Linked DNA regions of Mus musculus: all the other regions are linked to region 1. Evidence: chromatin contacts called from public HiChIP or PLAC-seq and promoter capture Hi-C data. All regions are on one chromosome and are shown on one strand. The core of a region is the stretch at or near the end of the contact, and the rest is flanking DNA. Distances in the headings are between cores, read along the strand shown.

Region 1 (3,475 bases), core at 760-3,259:
CCTAAGTGGAAACAGAATGCAGGAGCCGAAGAGCCAGAGAAATGAAAAGCCTTTAAGAGGACATGTCCCAGGCTTACTGGAAGAGGGAGTGAGCCACGAGCTAAGGATGATAGTGTGTTTCTCTGGCACCACCCTCGGAGACACGAGCTGTATGTGGTCCTCTCTAGAGTGTAGATCACTGATGCATCAGGACCTGAGGCTCGGGGAGCCTCATTTTCTCCTCTGTCGGAATGTAGGTAGCCTCTGAAGGTGGGAAACCTGGACGTGAGCTCTGCCCTAGAGTCCCCCAGATGAGCAAAGATCTGCTGGGACCTTGAGTCTCGAGAATCATTTTTGGATTTATTCCTTCAGGAATTATGAGGTAATAAATATGTGTTGTCTAACCTATTCATTTGCATGAATTTGTTGCAGCAGCTACAGGAGACCGCCCAGTGAGTAATGAACACAAGAGGCCGGATGGAGGAGGCTGTATTCAGGAAACAGGCTGGGACAGCAGTGTGGTGGAAGAGGCTCACCCCTGCCAAGTTATTCATTAGCTAATTCATTCAGAAAATATCTGCTAAGTACCTTCTTAGGTGCTAGGTTTCCTCCTCGGTCGGTACTCAGGACTTGGGGTGAGTAGAAGAGACACAAAGTCCACTCTTAGGAATCTTAACTCAGCAGAGAAGACATGATAAAGAAAGAGAGGGCCAGCAGGACAGCTCAGCAGAAAGTCCTGAGGCACAAGCCTGAAGACCTGCGTTCCATCCCCAGGGCTCACATGGTGGGAATTGAGAAATGACTTCCAAAAGTTATCCTCTGGCTCACTCATACGCACATTTTTCATACTGTCTTTTCTTTTTCTGTGACTCCAGATCCACAGAGCCAATGCTTTCTTCTGACCTCCTCATGCATGGTACACACACACACACACACACACACACACACACACACACACATCAATCATAACAATAACTTTTTTTAAAAAAAGTAAAATGTTAAAGAGAAAATCAGTGAAGAGCTAGAGTTGTTGGCCTGACCTGGGCAGAGGTCTGGCTTTGACTTTTTAGGAGCCATTACTTCTCCCAGTTTTTGTACTCATAAGTAAGCAATCTAGTGTCTACAGCCTGCATGCAAGTCCCCAGACATTCTTGGTATAGTCCCCAGCACAGGCTCCTTTCCCGGTGGGAACAAGCTCCTGCCAAAGGCAACAACATCTATGGGATATGTGTGTATGTGACGTACAGAAGAGACCTGCCTGTCACACCCATAGATTTCCACCTTTTGCATCTATATGATTATCCCTAGCCTGAGCTGGCCAAGAAATATGGAGCCAATAGTGGGACTCCTGAAGTCTCTAAAACACTTTAGAGGTTTGGGTATTCAGAACTTTCAAGTTGTTGCCTTAGATGGAGGAAATTTCCTCAGGGTGTTTCTTCGTCGTCAGCTGGCCAAACCAGATTCTACTGGACTAGAGCCTTCCAGCCTGTTCCTATTTCATCTTCCCATCCCCATTTGGACATCAGGGTCTCACACACACACACACACACACACACACACACACACACACACACACACAGAGAGAGAGAGAGAGAAGAATATCCAAGAATACACCCCACCTTGCTCGCCCACTTGGTCCCTCACCCACTGGGCTGCTTCCTTGACGTTCTCCGACTTGGTGACATCTAGGAGGAAGGTCTGCAGCTGGTGGGAGGTGTCCTGCAGGAGTTTCTGAGCCCCCTCCTCAGTGAGGCAGGCAGCAAGCACTTTCATGCCCCTATCAACCAGTTGTTTGGCCAACAGGTTCCCAAAGCCGGAGTCACAGCCAGTGATGAAGACATACTTCTCAGAGAGGTTTTTAACCAGATTGCAATTTTTGAACCAGCGGTACATAAAAGCAAAGTCTGTGAGGGCCGCCATGGGAGCTGATGTCTGAGGATGGACCCAGGAGATGGTAGGATAGGCTGATCCTCAGAGCCCAGCAGGCAGCCCACAGGAACCCACAGGAAAGGAGAGCTTCTGAGACTTGCAACAGATACGGGCATCTGGGTGAGCCACTCTGTAATTTTATAGGTGGCTGCATTGCCACAGCAATTAGCTCAGATGCAAGAAATTCAAGTCCAACCTGCAGTGTGTCACTCTGACAAAGCCACTGCCCTGGCCTCTCCATCTCTCCTCTAGACCTTTCAGGAGAGGGATCCAAAAATGGGGATATTCATAGTCATGGGAACTCAAGTGCATTCTGGGAAGGGGCACGGGAGGCAAAGAAGGGCTTAGATCTGATCTGAGCTCTCTTTAAGAAAATCCTATCCCAGTTTTACCTTCTGCCTAGGGATCAAAAACCCTCTTCCGTGCATTTAAGCTTGTCAACAAATTTAATTTTTATTACCTGAAAAAAAAAAGATGAAATCATTAATACAAAGCGAACAAAAGCTGAATTTCGAGGACTGAATTCCAGTAGGAATGAATACCAGCTCATCAGCCCTTAGAGAGCTTTAATTAATGTATTTTCTTTAGTTTAGTTGTTGAGACAGTATCCCTAACAGCCCTGGCTGGCTTGGCCTGAACTTGCCAAGGTGACTTAAAATGGGTGACAGTCCTCTGCCTCTACCAGGCACTGGGATTTCAGGCAGGTGCCACCATGACCGACTTCTCTGGAGATGGTGAGTTTCCATCATGACAAATGATAAAAAATACAGGGTTTTTCCAGGCTGGGTGTGACTCCACAGTGCTGACTCCAGAGTCTCTCTAGAGGAGGCTGGAGGTATGAGTTTCAACTTCTAAAAAGTAGAGAGCCTCAAACAGCTGGGTGTGGTTCTGCACATTTGTTTCAGCAGTTGCGAGGTAGAAATGGGAGGATCTGGAGTTCAAAGGTCATCCTCTGCTACATATCTAGCTAGAGGCCAATCTGGGATACAAGAGATCCTGCCTCAAACAAACAAAACACCCAAAACCAACCGGAACCTTGGTGGTTGTTGGGCGGGTGATATTCAAGTTAGCAGCAAGAAATCTCCATATTGGAAACTAACCTAGTATTCCATCCATCCTATGGGCTGGTGACCTGGCCATTGTAGGAGCCCAGTCCTGAGGGCTCATCAGCTCCCTCAGGAAAGGGATCTTGGGGAAGGTTCCTTTCCTTGTATCCCCAGCACCAGGCATATTTTAGGTAGTTTGATGAGCTGGAGAGACTGAAGGCAAGAAATGCGACAGAGCAAGGGAGGGACTAACACAGCATGCGACACTGTGGCTAGCTGGATGTGCAAGAGGAGAGGGGAGAAGAAGTCAAAATGATTAGAAGGTATGGGGTCAAGGACAGATGGAACAGCAGACGACGGCAAGAGAAGCCAGGAACTAAGACACAGCATTGAGGGGAGTTAGGGAATGGATAGCTCTGATCTGAGGTTCTCTGAGACTGACAGGCAGCCAGACCAGATGACGTTGGACAATTAACTCATTGAAACTGTGGGAAGAGCTTGGGCAGAGTCCTGGGTCCAAG
Region 2 (3,189 bases), core at 121-2,620, 160 kb before region 1:
ACTACATGGTCTTCTTCTAGGACCTGTTTCTCAGCCACTAATTGGCTCTAGGACATCGTCTATCAATTTAGATTTTTAGCCATTCAAGCAAGCAGTTAAAACTTAAACTTGTACAATCGTTAAACTTTTTTTTTCAACTACAATCCGTAACTTTTAGTGCTGTGCATAGCAGCCACCCACACCACCCTCAAGTACTGTAATTCAATTCTCTCATATTTGAAAGTTGTCCAGGCTAGAAAAATAAGGGCAAAAATTCTTAGATTAAAAGAATCTGTAACCTCCATATAAACAAATTAAGACCTTCAGGCAAGTGAGATGGTCATTTTATACCTGTTTCACCTCCGCATACAAAGAGCATGACGAAATGCCACCCAAAGTTTATTGAGGTACAGAGAAGAAAAGAGTCCACAAGTATCTTGTGACTAGACACGTGCAGAACTACCTGCTCCATAGTAACTATTACTCGCTGCCAAGGAGGTGACCGCATTTGCTAGCGTTCACCATTTTCAAGAGACCCGAGATGTGGGAACGGGAAGTTTCGTTGTGGTGACGGCATGGCCCCCTCTAGTTGCCTAGCAGTGCCTGCCGCCGAGGGCCGCGTGGTGCCCTACCGGTAGCACCGGCTTACGGCGGCACCCACAAATGCTCTCAGCCCGGTCCTGCCGGGTCCGGGCATCAGCACCGAGCGGCAGGACTCCACGGCTCCCGGCGCCCTCATGGCGGAAAGCTCACACACGAGTTTAGGGCCTAAGGCTAAGTTCCCAGAGTTCCGAGAGAGCCAGGCTGTCTAGGGAAGAAAAGTGGGATTTCTGGCACGAGGAATCCGGGGGTCGATCTGGAGGTGGGGAAACGGACATCTGGAGGAAAAATGTCCTCCAACGGTAACAGGAACAAGGATGCAGGCCCTCCCACCCCACGGCAGGGCTGCCACCAGCGCGGGCGGGGAGAAAGGCGAAGGGCCGAGGGTGGGGGGAGGGCGAGGGGCCGTTTCCCGGCAGCCGGGGCTCCCGGCGCGGCCTCGCTCCGCTCCGGGACGACCTTCCGTCGGCGGGATGTCGCACTCACATGGTGAACGGGGCAGAGGGCCAGACAAACGGGTGGGCGGGCCTCGCTGGCGGCGGCTGGCGAGTCGACTCCTCTCCGGCGGCGACTCCGGCGGTCTCTGCCCGGTCGCGGCCTCTCCTCGCTCCTCTTAGGCGACGGCGGCGGCGGGCTCGGCCTCGATGCCCAGAATGCACCGCGCGGAGAGCGGCTCCCTCAACCCGGGAGAGAAGGAAAGTGTAGGAAAAGGGGCGCGAGGACGGAGAAGGAGCGTGCGTGCGCGCGAGGGGTGGCGAGGCCGGGCGGCGGCTGGTGACGCAGCAAAATGCCCGGGCCGGCCGCCGCGCGTGCGCAATCGCCGTTTCCAGGCTCTGCGCGGTTTTCTAGAGATCTCTACGGAAGGGGCGGGGCCTCCCGGCTCCTTCGCGATCCTTCCCGCGCCCGCCCCTCCCCTCGACCCTCCGGCTGCCCCGTTCGCGCCTGTCTTCCCGGGCTCCGGTCTCGCGTTAGCAAGCCGTTGGCCGCCAACCGCCTGAGCACGCTCGCGGGCGATCTCCCCGAGAGACGTAGGGGCCGCCCTGGAAGGCGGTGGGACGCTGCGGCGTATACAGCAGACCCCAAGGCGATGTGTGGGGATTGTTTTGTCTTAGACAGGGGTGCCTGCCGCAAACCCAGGTTGGCCTCGAGTTCAGTCGCCCGAGTCCGGGATTGCAGTCCTGTGCCAAAGCCACCACGCCCGGCAACGCCGGTTGCATCCGTGGAAAAACGGCTTCGTCCTTAAAGCCTGGACCACTCGCTGTTTTTCTGATTGTCCGGATCCCGCCTGGGCTCCTTTAGCGGAGGAGCTGCTTTTGCCTCTTTGCCTTTAGGGGCGCGCCTCTCCCCCCTGCTTGGAGACATTGGCGCCCTGGGGGAGGCGAGGAGGGAAGTTTCTAGATTAATTCGCTGTCTCCTTGCGTGAGTTCAGATGAGGTGGTTAAGGATCTATTTGAAAATCCTTTGACTGGTTTTGTATACAATGCCCTGGGTTAAATGGGGTTAGTAGCCAAGAACAATCTCTGCTTATCAAAAACTGACGGATTAGGGCAGAGGTAGACCAATGAGCCACTATTAGGACATCAGGTTTTTAGAGTAATCCTGCTTCAGTCTCTTATGTGCTGGTATTACAGGCTTTTTTCTTTTGATATTGATGTCAGTGCAGACTAATTGGTGATGTTGGCTGTATAGTCCAGATCCAATTGCCTGATGTTAAGAACTTTACCACCTGTCAGGGAAATGAAAATTAGTCTGGTGTAGTGTCACAGGCTTGTAATCTCAGCTGAAGGAGCTGGGACAACTTGGTAGTGTGGGCAACTTCCCTGTTTCAAATTTCCATTTTTTCCCGAGGTGATGTAAGTATTCTGTCAACAATTATGTATGTGTACCGTGTGTGTGCCTGATTCCCACACAGAGGTCAAAAATAGGGCCTGAGATCCTTTGAAACTAGATCATGTGAACCATGTAGGTTCTGGGAATAGAACCTATGTCTTTAAGAGCACCCAGTGTTCTGACTGCTGAACCATTAACTCCAGTTCCCTCAAAATTCGAAAAGAGCTAGGGTTCATGGCCCATGTCTGTAATCCCAACAGTGGGTTGGCAGGTAGAAGCAGGTTGATCTCTGAGTTTGTCCAGCCTTGTATATATAAAGACACATGCCTCAAAAAATCAGACTTGCCGGGCGGTGGTGGTGCACACCTTAAATCCCAACACTCCGGAGGCAGAGGCAGGCAGATTCTGAGTTCGAGACCAGCCTGGTCTACCAAGTGAGTTCCAGGGCAGCCAGGGCTACACAGAGAAACCCTGTCTCAAAAATCAAAAAACAAAACAAACCCCCCCCCCAAATCAGACAAAAACAAAACAGACAACCCCACCCCCCAAAAAGAAACATTTTCAATTTCAATAAAGGTTAGGATGTAGCTCAGTGGTAGAGTACTTGCTTAGCATGGGTAAGCCCTGGGCTTAGACCATGACACCAGCAACTACTAACACATCCCCAAAAGAAAAAAGACCCACTGTTATAATGGAAAATTGAAAAGTGTTAGAAGCACAAAAAAAGAGGGACATGTTAACTGGAAGAAACAGAACAGGCCTTGTTAAGAAACTTTTATC
Region 3 (3,500 bases), core at 464-2,963, 220 kb after region 1:
GTTGGTTGGTTTTTCCAGACAGGGTTTCTCTGTGTAGCCCTGGCTGTCCTGGAACTCACTCTGTAATCCAGGCTGGCCTTGAACTCAGAGATTTGTCTGCCTCTGCCTCCCAAGTGCTGGGATTAAAGGCGTGCACGATCACGCCCGGCACTTTTTTTTTTTAAGTTATTTTATTATTTGCTTATTTGTTTCCAGGTGTAGGTAGCTCCGGTTGTCCTGGAACTCACTACGTAGACCAACCAGGCTATCTTCGAACTGGAGAGATCTGTCTCCCTTGGCCTCCCAAGTGCTGGGAGTAAAGTTCTGAGCCACTATGCCTGGCTTTTTGCTTTCCGTTTCAATCCCCAGTGTCCTGTAAAGGAAATCTCAAAGGAACTGCTGACTGTGCTTAGTATCTCCTTATGTCCTCACACCCCGAGGCCCCATTTTGACAGTTTATTCAGGTGACAGTCCTTCCAAATCCTGTTCTAGGCTTTTAGGCCCTGATCCGGAAAAGAATCTTTCCTGGACATATACTCTCTTCCCAAAAGAAGTCTCCAGTCCCTCTTGAACAATATATTTATGGGTGTTGATCTTAAAGCCACAAGTGAGAGCAAGTGACAGGCAGGCAGGAACGGAAGGGGGCAGTATGAGAGTGGATGTGTGCTTACACGCCTTGGCTGTCTTTATTCTCTGGAGTTGCTACTCCCTCCAGTGGATGTTGGCAAACATCACTTATTTTCCCGGCCACTATTTAACAAGGGAGGGAAAACACGATTTCTTATCAACTTTTAATTTTTTTTTTTTCTGGTCGGGATCACAAAATAAGTTTCTTACCTAGTCCGGAGTTGACTGTCCAGCAGAAAGTACAAAATGAATGTGCTTGAAAGAATGAATAAACTTAGGAACTACGTCCCGCTTAAGCGGATGGCCTCTTATCTTTCCTGGGCAACTGGAGTATAATGACTCCAGGTGTGTTCTCCGGAGCTATTTGGGAGGAGGATCTTAACAGGAGGCCAGTGGTGGCACACACCTTTAATCCCAGCACACAGGAGGCAGAGGCAGGTGGGTCTCTCAACTCCAGGCCGGCCCGGTCTAAGGTGTGAGTTCCAGAACAGCCAGGGGCTACCCTGAGAGACCCTGTCTTGAAAAACATTCAGGTGAACTCTATTCCACTGTACCGAGACAGATCCATCCCTGGGGTGTTTTTAGTAAACTGAATGAGTGGGGCGTTTGCTTTCTCCTGACCTATTTCAGGGCGAAACCCAGAAATCCGTTTTAACTCAGAAATTCAAGAGACCTAGCAGCACCTCGGAGCCCCTCCGTGGTTTCCCCCCTAAAGGGTGTCAACCAGCCCAGGCCTCCCTTCCTGGGGAAGGCTCAGGCCTCCGCCCGACCCGAGCTGTCCGGAGGGCGGCCCGGGACCCGTCAGTGCGGACCGTCCCTGGAGCGTCTCACTCAGCGTCCCGAGCTGCTCCGAGTAACGGGCCGCACCCTCGGGATAAGAAACCACTTTTCCACATTTAACGCCCTCGCGCCCGACCCCTGGGCAGCCGCTGCCCGGGTGGTACCTGAGCCGCAGACCACGCAGCCGGCGACGACCAAGAGCAGCCATGTGGCGCCGCCGCCGCCCCCGGCCCCCCAGCACCGGGGCCCTGGACCAACCGCCGACCACACCGACACTTTGATTCCTCCCGCCATGGATGCCTCACACCGCCTCCTCCTCGCGTGCCCCTCCTCAGCAACTGTCTCCGAACGGGCAGCGCCGGCAGCCAATCGGCTGCGAGACCCGCCCCCACCCCCACCCGTGGAGCAGGCGGGGCCTCGCGCGCTCCGCCCTCCCGCGCCCCTAGGAGCCACACCTCCTAGCAACGCCAATCCTGGCAGTGACGACAGGAAGAGCCCGCCCTTTCCCCGCAATCTGCTTCCGTCCGCGGTTTATTTACAAATGAGATTGATGGAAAGCTTACCCAATAGGAAATCAGAATGAGAGGAGGCCTCCTGGACTGCGTGTTTCCATCGAAACGTCTCTTCTAGTTTTTCTTTCCTTTCTTCCTCGGCCCTTTTATGACATGCTAGCCAGTGGCAACTCTTCACGAGTAAGGTTCTCCCGTGACCGTTTTTTAAGGTAAAATGATTGCCAGCCTGTCTCCAAAGTTCTGAAATATTTCAGCAATAAGTACAGGATTATTGTGCGTTGTCAAGGTTTTGCAGGCATAAACAACGTTTGAAAATGTAGAGATAGAGCTGAGATAGAAACTCTGACTTCGATCCCCAGCACTGCAAGAAAAAAACAAACAGAAAACAAAACACCAAAAAAAAGTATTAATTTGGCTTCGGTTTCCTTTTTTGACTGAAGATGTAGCTAAACTGTGCACAAGGCCCTCGTTTCAATCACCAACGCCACAGGAATAAACTACAAGTCCCGAGCATTTCTGGTTTTGAAACGAAACAAGTGATAATTAAGACAGCTTATCCTCTCCATTTGGGAAAAAAAAAAAAAAAAGCCAAGGCTAAGAGAGAGAGAAAAAACACAAAGTAGGTTCTGAGCTCAAATCTAAGTTCTTTCTGTGGCTTAGGTGCCTCCCAGTACTTGCAGTCCAGGCACTGTGTGTGTAGCACTTACAGAAATTGAAAATTGAAGCACCTTTTTTTTTTTTTTTTTTTTTTTTTTTTGGTTTTTTGAGACAGGGTTTCTCTGTGTATCCCTGACTGTCCTGGAACTCACTCTGTAGACCATGGCCTTGAACCCATAAATCTGCCTGCCTCTGCCTCCCAAGTGCTGGGATTAAAGGCGTGCTTGTAATCCCATCACTTGGGAAGTTGAGAATGAAGGCTTGCTGAGAATTGAAGAGTAGCCAGGATTATAGAGTTTGAACCGTGAGAACCTGTATGTGTGTGTATATACATACATATATATACACACACACACACACATATATATACATATACATATATATATACACATACATACACACACACATATATATACACACACTTGTGTGTAGACACATGTATACATGTATATGCACATTTATACACACATATAGATGGCTTATTGCGATGGCTCGGTTGTGTAAACCTAGAACTCATATGACAGGAGAAAACCAACTTCTGCTCCCACAGGACCTCCATACTGACTCTGTGGCACACAATACCCCCCACACAATTAATGGATCGATTGATAAAAAAAAAAAAAAAAAAAAAAAAAAACTTTTAATGTCAAGGTTAACAGGAGGCGTGTTGGTCCATATCTGTTAACTCCAGCATTCAAAACACTCAGGTCAGAGGATCACAAATAAGATTAGCTTGCACTACACATCTAAAACCAACCTCAAAACAAAAACTTACATTAATGTGAAACAAGGGAAGACTAACAAACTATCCCAGACAAGGGAGCATACGTAAACACGATGAACCACATGTCATATAATATGGATCTTGGAACAGGAAGAAAAAAAAAAGCCCGAAAAACAAAACTGAGATTGCAAGCGTGAGTCACCTCTTCCCTGCCAGTCCGC
Region 4 (3,273 bases), core at 322-2,821, 150 kb after region 1:
CACACACGAGGCGGGGGGTGGGGAGAGGGAGTGGGAAAATGAGGGAAAGAAGAAGACCCAAAAAATGTCTTGACTTTCTTTTGCTGACATCATGACCACAAGCAACTTAGGGAGGAAAAGGTTTCTTTGGCTTATGTTTCTCTAGTTCATCACTGAAGGAAGTCAGGACAGGAACTCAAACAGGGCTGGAACCTGGAGGCAGGAGCTGGTGCAGAGCAGAGGCTATGGAGGGGCGCTGCTTCCTGGCTTGTTCATCAGGACTTGCTCAGCCTGCTTTCTTATAGAACTCAGGACCACCAGCCTGGGGATGGCACCACCCACCCACCATGGGCTGAGTCCTTCCCCACTGGTCACTAATTCAGAAAATGTCTTAGAACCAGATCTTATGGAGGCATTTTCTCTGTTGAGGCTAGTTTGCGTCAGCTAGCCTGCACAACATGTGCTGAAATGCCATTGAGCTGTTCAGAGAATTTGGGGGCTGGAGAGATGGCTAAGCATCTAGGAACATTTGCTGCTCTTTCAGAGGACCTGAATTTGGTTTCCAATACCCGTATGGAGTGACTCACAACTGCCTGTAACTCTGGCTCCAGGGATCTAACACCCTCTTCTGGACTCTTAGCATACACAAGGCATACACAACACACACTTACACATTCATACACACACAAAAAACAAACAAACAAGCAAACAAACAAATAGGAAATCTTTAAAATGGCTAATATTGTTATGAGGATCTCAGTCATATCTTTAATCCCTTGCAGTTGGCACACCCTTGTCTGTACATCCTACCAAATGCAGATTCAGGTCCAGACGGTCAGCCGTGTGCCATGTGCCTGGTGTAAAACAGCCGAACTCTGGGCCCCAACATGTTGAGAAGCTCCCCACATCAGCAGACCTTTGATTCCAAAATGGAAGTTCTGGGGGTGGGGGTGGGGCAGGGGGTTGTAACCATGAAAGGGGACACATTGAAGCCCGGAGTGACTGCAGTGTGGTTTTGTCCTTGTCACTGCAGACACACACGGGAGAGAGACTCTAAGCCATCAAGAGAAATGAAAGCATGCATTTCTGTATTCATATAAGAAATTGGCCCCGGGGGCTGGAGAGACAGTTAAGAGCACTTGTTGCTCTTGCGGAGGACCTGGGTTTGGTTCCCAGCTCCCACGTGATGGCTCACAACCATCCACAGCTACAGTTGCAAGAGATCAGACTTCCTCTGACTTCCTCGGTGACCAGGCACAAATGTGTTACTTGTATGTACATGTGGGCAAAATAAACTCACACACATAAAATAAACTTTAAAAAAATAAAAACAAAGAAAAAAGAAATTTGCCATGAGATCTTGTTTTATTTGTTGTTGTTGTTGTTGTTGTTGGGTTTTTTGGTTTTTTGTTTGTTTTGTTTTTGTTTTTTTGGTTGCCCCATTTTGCAGAGGTGAGAAGAACCGAGACTTAAGGAGGCTAATCTGTACGGCTACTGAGTCTGGGTTTCAATGCTCGCAGCTTGGCCATCTCCCCACTCCCACCCCTGACACATACACACACTGTCAGTCTCTCGGATGTCCGTCCCCTTTGACTGGATTGGGAGGATACAGGAAAAACCCCAGCCCTCTCCCACAGAGCCTCAGCAAGTGACAGCTACTTCCTGCAGGCAAGCAGAGCTGCCTGGAGCCAGCAGCAGCGCCTGCTCCGCAAAGCTGCCTCTGCAGCCTCCTGGCACTAACAGCCCCATCCACAGGCTCCCCGGGACAGGTGCTCCCAAGAGAAATCCAGGTGAGTGCTGAACTCTCCCTGGGAAGATGACAGTCAGGGACTGGAGACAAATGGCTTTCCCATGGGATCCAAAGATTTTCCCAGGGGCAGCTCAGAGGTGTGAGGGGTGGGTGGGTGTCTGTCTGTGTGTCTGTGTATCCCAAACCTATGACCAAATAGCAAGGCAGAACAGGAACCCCTAATGGAGATTGCACTAAATTAGTAAAATCTCAAGAGGGAATCAGAATTAGAGACCACTGGGGATGCTAGTAAGCTGGAATTGCTGGGAAGAAACCTTGTTGGGTACAAGTAACACCAATTTTCCTACAAAATGTCTGTTCTTGGGTCAAACTAACGCAGACATAATCTGAGTCCTAAACATGCTTTTCTCACCTTCCCTCAGCCAGAGAGTTCCCCCAGGCCCCTGAGGCCTTTTAGTTGGAGGTATGGGGGCAGACAGAGGCTGCCTTCTCAGGGACTCTCTCTCTCTTTCTTCTTTTCCAACCCTCTCTTCTGTCCAACAGACCCAAGTTGGCCCTCATGTCAGTCATACCCAGCCCCAGGCCCGTCTCCACCTTGGAACCGGACAATGATTTTAGAGACATCCACAACTGGACAGAGCTGCTCCACCTCTTCAACCAGACCTTTACCGATTGCCACATAGAATTCAACGAGAACACCAAACACGTGGTCCTCTTCGTCTTCTACCTGGCCATCTTCGTGGTAGGCTTAGTAGAGAACGTCCTGGTGATATGTGTCAACTGCCGCCGTTCAGGCCGGGTGGGGATGCTGAACCTGTACATCCTCAACATGGCCATCGCAGACCTGGGCATCATCCTGTCTCTGCCTGTTTGGATGCTGGAGGTCATGCTGGAGTACACTTGGCTCTGGGGCAGCTTCTCCTGTCGCTTCATTCATTATTTCTACCTTGTCAACATGTACAGCAGCATCTTCTTCCTGACGTGCCTCAGCATTGACCGCTACGTCACCCTCACCAACACCTCTCCCTCCTGGCAGCGCCACCAGCACCGAATACGGAGGGCCGTGTGCGCAGGCGTCTGGGTCCTCTCCGCCATTATCCCACTGCCGGAGGTGGTGCACATCCAGCTGTTGGATGGCTCCGAGCCCATGTGCCTCTTCCTAGCACCTTTTGAAACGTACAGCGCCTGGGCCCTGGCAGTGGCCCTGTCGGCCACCATCCTGGGCTTCCTACTGCCTTTTCTTCTCATCGCAGTGTTCAATATCCTGACAGCCTGCCGGCTTCGGAGGCAAAGGCAGACGGAGAGCAGGCGCCACTGCCTGTTGATGTGGGCTTACATAGTTGTCTTTGCCATCTGCTGGCTGCCCTACCAAGTGACTATGCTGCTGCTCACTCTGCACGGGACCCACATCTTCCTCCACTGTCACCTGGTTAACCTTCTCTACTTCTTCTACGAAATCATCGACTGCTTTTCCATGCTGCACTGTGTGGCCAACCCCATCCTCTACAACTTTCTCAGCCCGAGCTTCCGGGGCCGACTGCTGA
Region 5 (3,389 bases), core at 368-2,867, 190 kb after region 1:
CTCTCCTTTCCCACAGACAGCAGCCACGTAGGACATCACTAGCTTACTCGCCTCTGTGCAGGAGAAACTCTGAGTGAGTCAGGACACTCCCCCTCCCCCTCCCCCTCCCACCGTTAACTATCAGAGTCCTTGACCAGGACACAACCGCTTCTACCTCCTTAACTATCACAGAGTCCCCAGCCAGGGCACGCTCACTCCCATCCCATTTAGCTCTGACACCACATCACTAACAGTAAGAAAAACAGGGACTGGGCTGGAGTGGTTAAGAACACTTGCTGCTCTGTGTGTGTGCACGCAAATGTATGTGTGTGAGTGTGCGTGTGCGTGTGCACTTGGTTTTTGGAGATGTTGTCTCTGGGTAGCCCTGGCTGTCCTGGGACTTGCTCTGTAGACCAGCCTGGCCTCAAACTCAGAGATCCTCCTGCTGCTGCCTCCTGAGTGCTGGGACTGAGGGCATGCACAAATAGAGTGCTGGGACTGAGGGCATGCACAAATAGAGTGCTGGGACTGAGGGCATGCACAAATAGAGTGCTGGGACTGAGGGCATGCACAAATAGAGTGCTGGGACTGAGGGCATGCACAAATAGAGTGCTGGGACTGAGGGCATGCACAAATACTGCCATGTGTTACTTGAGGCTCTTGTAGAAGACCTAGGTTCAGTTCCCAGCACCCACATTGGGTGGCTCAAAACCACCTGCAACTCCAGTTCCAGAGGATCTGACAGCCTCTTTTGCCTTCTGCAGGTACCCGCATGTCTGTGGTGCAAATATATACACACACTCAGTCATATACATATAGACAGAAAAAATGTAAAAATCCTAAAAAAGAAAATAAGGAAGAAAAACCAGAGAGGAAGTAATGGGGACAGAGGACAGGGACAGGCCTGGCTTGGAGAGATAAGGAGGTGACTCCAGACACCATCTCTGGTCTCTCCCAAGCCTTGAGCCTCCTCACCAGTCTTGCCAGCTCCACTCTCGCCTGTGATGAGGATACACTGGTCCCGGTCCCGATCCTTCAGTGACTGGTAGGCCACATTTGCCAAAGCATAGCTTGTGGGAAGGAAGTGGTCAGTGGTCAATGTGAGGCCAGCCCAAGGGCATCATCTTCCAATCCTTAGCGCTGGGTTCATCCACCCTCCCCGTGTGATCCAGATCAGACAAGAACTGAGTCTAGGAAGGATTCTCAGGGGAAGAGGGATGCTGGAGGAGCTCCTTTGGGGAAAGACCGGGGAGGGGGAGAGGAGGATGCTTCATGGACATTTGTCAGCCCTCCTCTGGTTCCCTTTACTCACATGTGAGGCTTCAGCTCATAGAAAGTATAGTCCCGGTATTTGGCAATGAACTCTGGTCCATAGATGGGAAGCTGCTCGTAGGGGTTCATTGAGATCACCACATTCCCAATGTATGTCTGGGGTCAGAAGGAGGGTGAGACAGATGAGCCTGGCAGGAGGAATACTGGAACCCCCTGGGTACCCCCACAGCCTGGCTCCCATGGCAAGCTCACATAAATCTCTTTGTTTTCATAACGGAGTTGGAGGTTCTTGATCAGAGACTCCTCATCTAGGGGCTCCAGGAGGATGAGGTCTTCCACCCCCACGGGACCTTCCAGGAGAGGCATGCCAAGAGGCTAGAGGGTCCTAGGAGTGAACACTGTAAATTGCTGCTGATGGCTCAGCTTAAGAGTTAAGTCATGGTGGGAGGGCAAGGAGGCATAAGGGCCTACAGGAGAGCCCTCTGACTAGAAGGGTCTCTGGACCAACCTGGCCATCCAGGGAGGTGGAGGAACCCGGGGTAGAGGGTGAGATGGGCATCAGATAGGACTACCTCTGTCTGCCCACCTGAGGGGAAGGGGAGCAGAATTGTGCTTAAAGGAGAAAGCTGGAAGAAGGGTGAGCCAAGCTTTGTTCTGCAGCCAGGTATTCAAGGTGCTCTCCCTCCTCCCTCCTGAGGGGGGCGCTCTCTCTGGCCCCTTGCTCCAGTGCTTATATCCAACCCCTGTCTCAGTCACCTAATCCCTCTACAATTCCCATCTCCAAGAGGTCTCTCTTTCTTGCCATTACCACAGTGACTTCATTTTTAGATGTTGGATAAAGTGATGAGATCAGCAATGTAAACAAAAGGTCAGAGCTGCCCGTGGAAAATGGGAGTGGGTAGGCTTTCTCAACTGTGAGGTCTCTCATTATCTCCCCTGCTTCCGTCTTTAGTTGTAAAATCTTCACAGTTTATACCATACCTATCATCTTCTGGCATGGACTTTGCCCAAAGAGACACACCCCATTTTTTAGTAGCTGGTGGGAGTGGGGAAGGAGAGTGCTCCAGGGAGGACTCTGAGGGTTGGGGGCAGGGAGAGCTGGGCTGGGCCACATGCTGCAAGCATGTGGCAGGTGTTCCTGCAGGAAATAAAAGCTCTCCTCAAGCAGACTGAGTGGGCAGGGCAGCAGAAGTAGTACAATGGTCAGTGCCACTCCCTAGAAGGAGTACAACACATTCCCTCACTCTCTGGCTTCTCTGAACCTAGGGGAAGAACGAGAACAGCATACAGGGCAAGGAAGGCATCCAGGCTTCTTTCTCCTTCATTTTGTTTCCCCAAGCTCCAGTAACTTCCTAAATACCTAGGGCACCACATGAATACTGATGATAGCAGTCTCTAGAAAACACGCAGTGTTCATCACAGGACAGACAGAGCTCTAAACACTGTAACTTGACAGTTATAATAGCCCATGAAGTGGATAGTACTATTAGCCCATATTTCTCAGATTAAAGGCAAGTAGCCATCCGAGGTGGCTTATGCCTGTAATCACAGTATTCAGGAGGCCAAGGCAGGAGGATTGCCATAAGTTTGAGATCAACCTGGGCTGCACAATGAACCACAGACCAGCCTGAAGTACAAAGTAAGATCCAGTCTTTGTCTGTCTCTCCCACCTGCGTGTGCGAGTACACATCACATGCGTGCACACATGAGAGCACACACACACACACACATACACACACACACACAGAGTCTTTGAAGCAACCTGGCAGGGAAGGGTGTGAAGCAGAGGTAGGGTATAGGAACACAGCTTTGAGTTTGAATTGAGAGGAGTACAAGTATGATTATCTGAAGGTGAGAAAGGAAAAAAAGAAACAGATCCCAGAAGGAGCACCCCAAGGTGACAGGGCAGGGCAGGACTTACCCAACAGTAGAAACAAGGGCGTACTTCGGTGCCCCTTGGAGAATGGGGGTGGGGAGCAAGTCCCAGTCTGATGGGAAGGGTATGAGCCACAGATTCCAAAGATGGAGCAGCGGCTTAGTTAGCAGGAGCTGTCCATGGTGTCAAAGATGTCTTCAGTCTGACCTTCCTCTGTGCTGCTCTTCTCCACCCCGGCTCCCTGTGCCACTCAGGCCAGAAG

Evidence for each region. HiChIP or PLAC-seq counts read pairs in DNA pulled down with a chosen protein or histone mark. Capture Hi-C pulls out chosen DNA fragments and counts their contacts.
Region 2: an H3K27ac HiChIP or PLAC-seq map of embryonic stem cells shows a contact between it and region 1, with 6 read pairs. The contact joins the promoter of Ptges3 here to the promoter of Sdr9c7 in region 1. A contact is called at or near these places in 2 of 39 promoter capture datasets (both in liver) and 1 of 115 datasets of contacts at active chromatin or transcription factors (embryonic stem cells).
Region 3: an H3K4me3 HiChIP or PLAC-seq map of embryonic stem cells shows a contact between it and region 1, with 34 read pairs. The contact joins the promoter of Nemp1 here to the promoter of Sdr9c7 in region 1. A contact is called at or near these places in 10 of 39 promoter capture datasets (3T3-L1-derived adipocytes, the HPC-7 cell line, cranial neural crest and 6 more), 1 of 484 Hi-C or Micro-C datasets (embryonic stem cells), 11 of 115 datasets of contacts at active chromatin or transcription factors (embryonic stem cells, hepatocytes, intestinal crypt epithelium and 3 more) and 3 of 9 other capture datasets (adipose tissue, liver and pancreatic islet).
Region 4: a contact with region 1 is called in a promoter capture Hi-C map of pancreatic islet. The contact joins the promoter of Gpr182 here to the promoter of Sdr9c7 in region 1. A contact is called at or near these places in 19 of 39 promoter capture datasets (the C10 cell line, the HPC-7 cell line, the SN4741 cell line and 10 more), 1 of 15 datasets of contacts at CTCF or cohesin (embryonic stem cells), 7 of 484 Hi-C or Micro-C datasets (Sertoli cells, bone marrow-derived macrophages, embryonic fibroblasts and 3 more), 22 of 115 datasets of contacts at active chromatin or transcription factors (bone marrow-derived macrophages, cardiomyocytes, craniofacial prominence and 11 more) and 4 of 9 other capture datasets (adipose tissue, embryonic stem cells, liver and 1 more).
Region 5: a promoter capture Hi-C map of adipose tissue shows a contact between it and region 1. The contact joins the promoter of Myo1a here to the promoter of Sdr9c7 in region 1. A contact is called at or near these places in 13 of 39 promoter capture datasets (the C10 cell line, the HPC-7 cell line, cranial neural crest and 8 more), 1 of 484 Hi-C or Micro-C datasets (embryonic stem cells), 6 of 115 datasets of contacts at active chromatin or transcription factors (embryonic stem cells, intestinal villus epithelium and trophoblast stem cells) and 3 of 9 other capture datasets (adipose tissue, liver and pancreatic islet).

What each region holds. Positions count from the first base shown.
Region 1 is chr10:127,897,069-127,900,543 of GRCm38.p6, reverse strand. It overlaps Sdr9c7 (4short chain dehydrogenase/reductase family 9C, member 7), which reads right to left and starts at 2,009. Exons shown (of 4, transcript NM_027301.3): 1 at 1,599-2,009. The coding sequence starts at 1,899.
Region 2 is chr10:128,057,163-128,060,351 of GRCm38.p6, reverse strand. It overlaps Ptges3 (prostaglandin E synthase 3), which reads right to left and starts at 1,370. Exons shown (of 8, transcript NM_019766.4): 1 at 1,066-1,370. The coding sequence starts at 1,067.
Region 3 is chr10:127,675,278-127,678,777 of GRCm38.p6, reverse strand. It overlaps Nemp1 (nuclear envelope integral membrane protein 1), which reads right to left and starts at 1,713. Exons shown (of 9, transcript NM_001113211.1): 1 at 1,551-1,713. The coding sequence starts at 1,680. Gm16230 (a long non-coding RNA gene) reads left to right here and starts at 2,019. Exons shown (of 4, transcript XR_872178.1): 1 at 2,019-2,107.
Region 4 is chr10:127,750,096-127,753,368 of GRCm38.p6, reverse strand. Gpr182 (G protein-coupled receptor 182) reads left to right here and starts at 1,571. Exons shown (of 2, transcript NM_007412.2): 1 at 1,571-1,769; 2 at 2,273-3,273. The coding sequence starts at 2,289.
Region 5 is chr10:127,703,484-127,706,872 of GRCm38.p6, reverse strand. Myo1a (myosin IA) reads right to left here and starts at 1,617. Exons shown (of 27, transcript NM_001081219.2): 1 at 1,504-1,617; 2 at 1,292-1,407; 3 at 955-1,049; 4 at 1-53. The coding sequence starts at 1,617.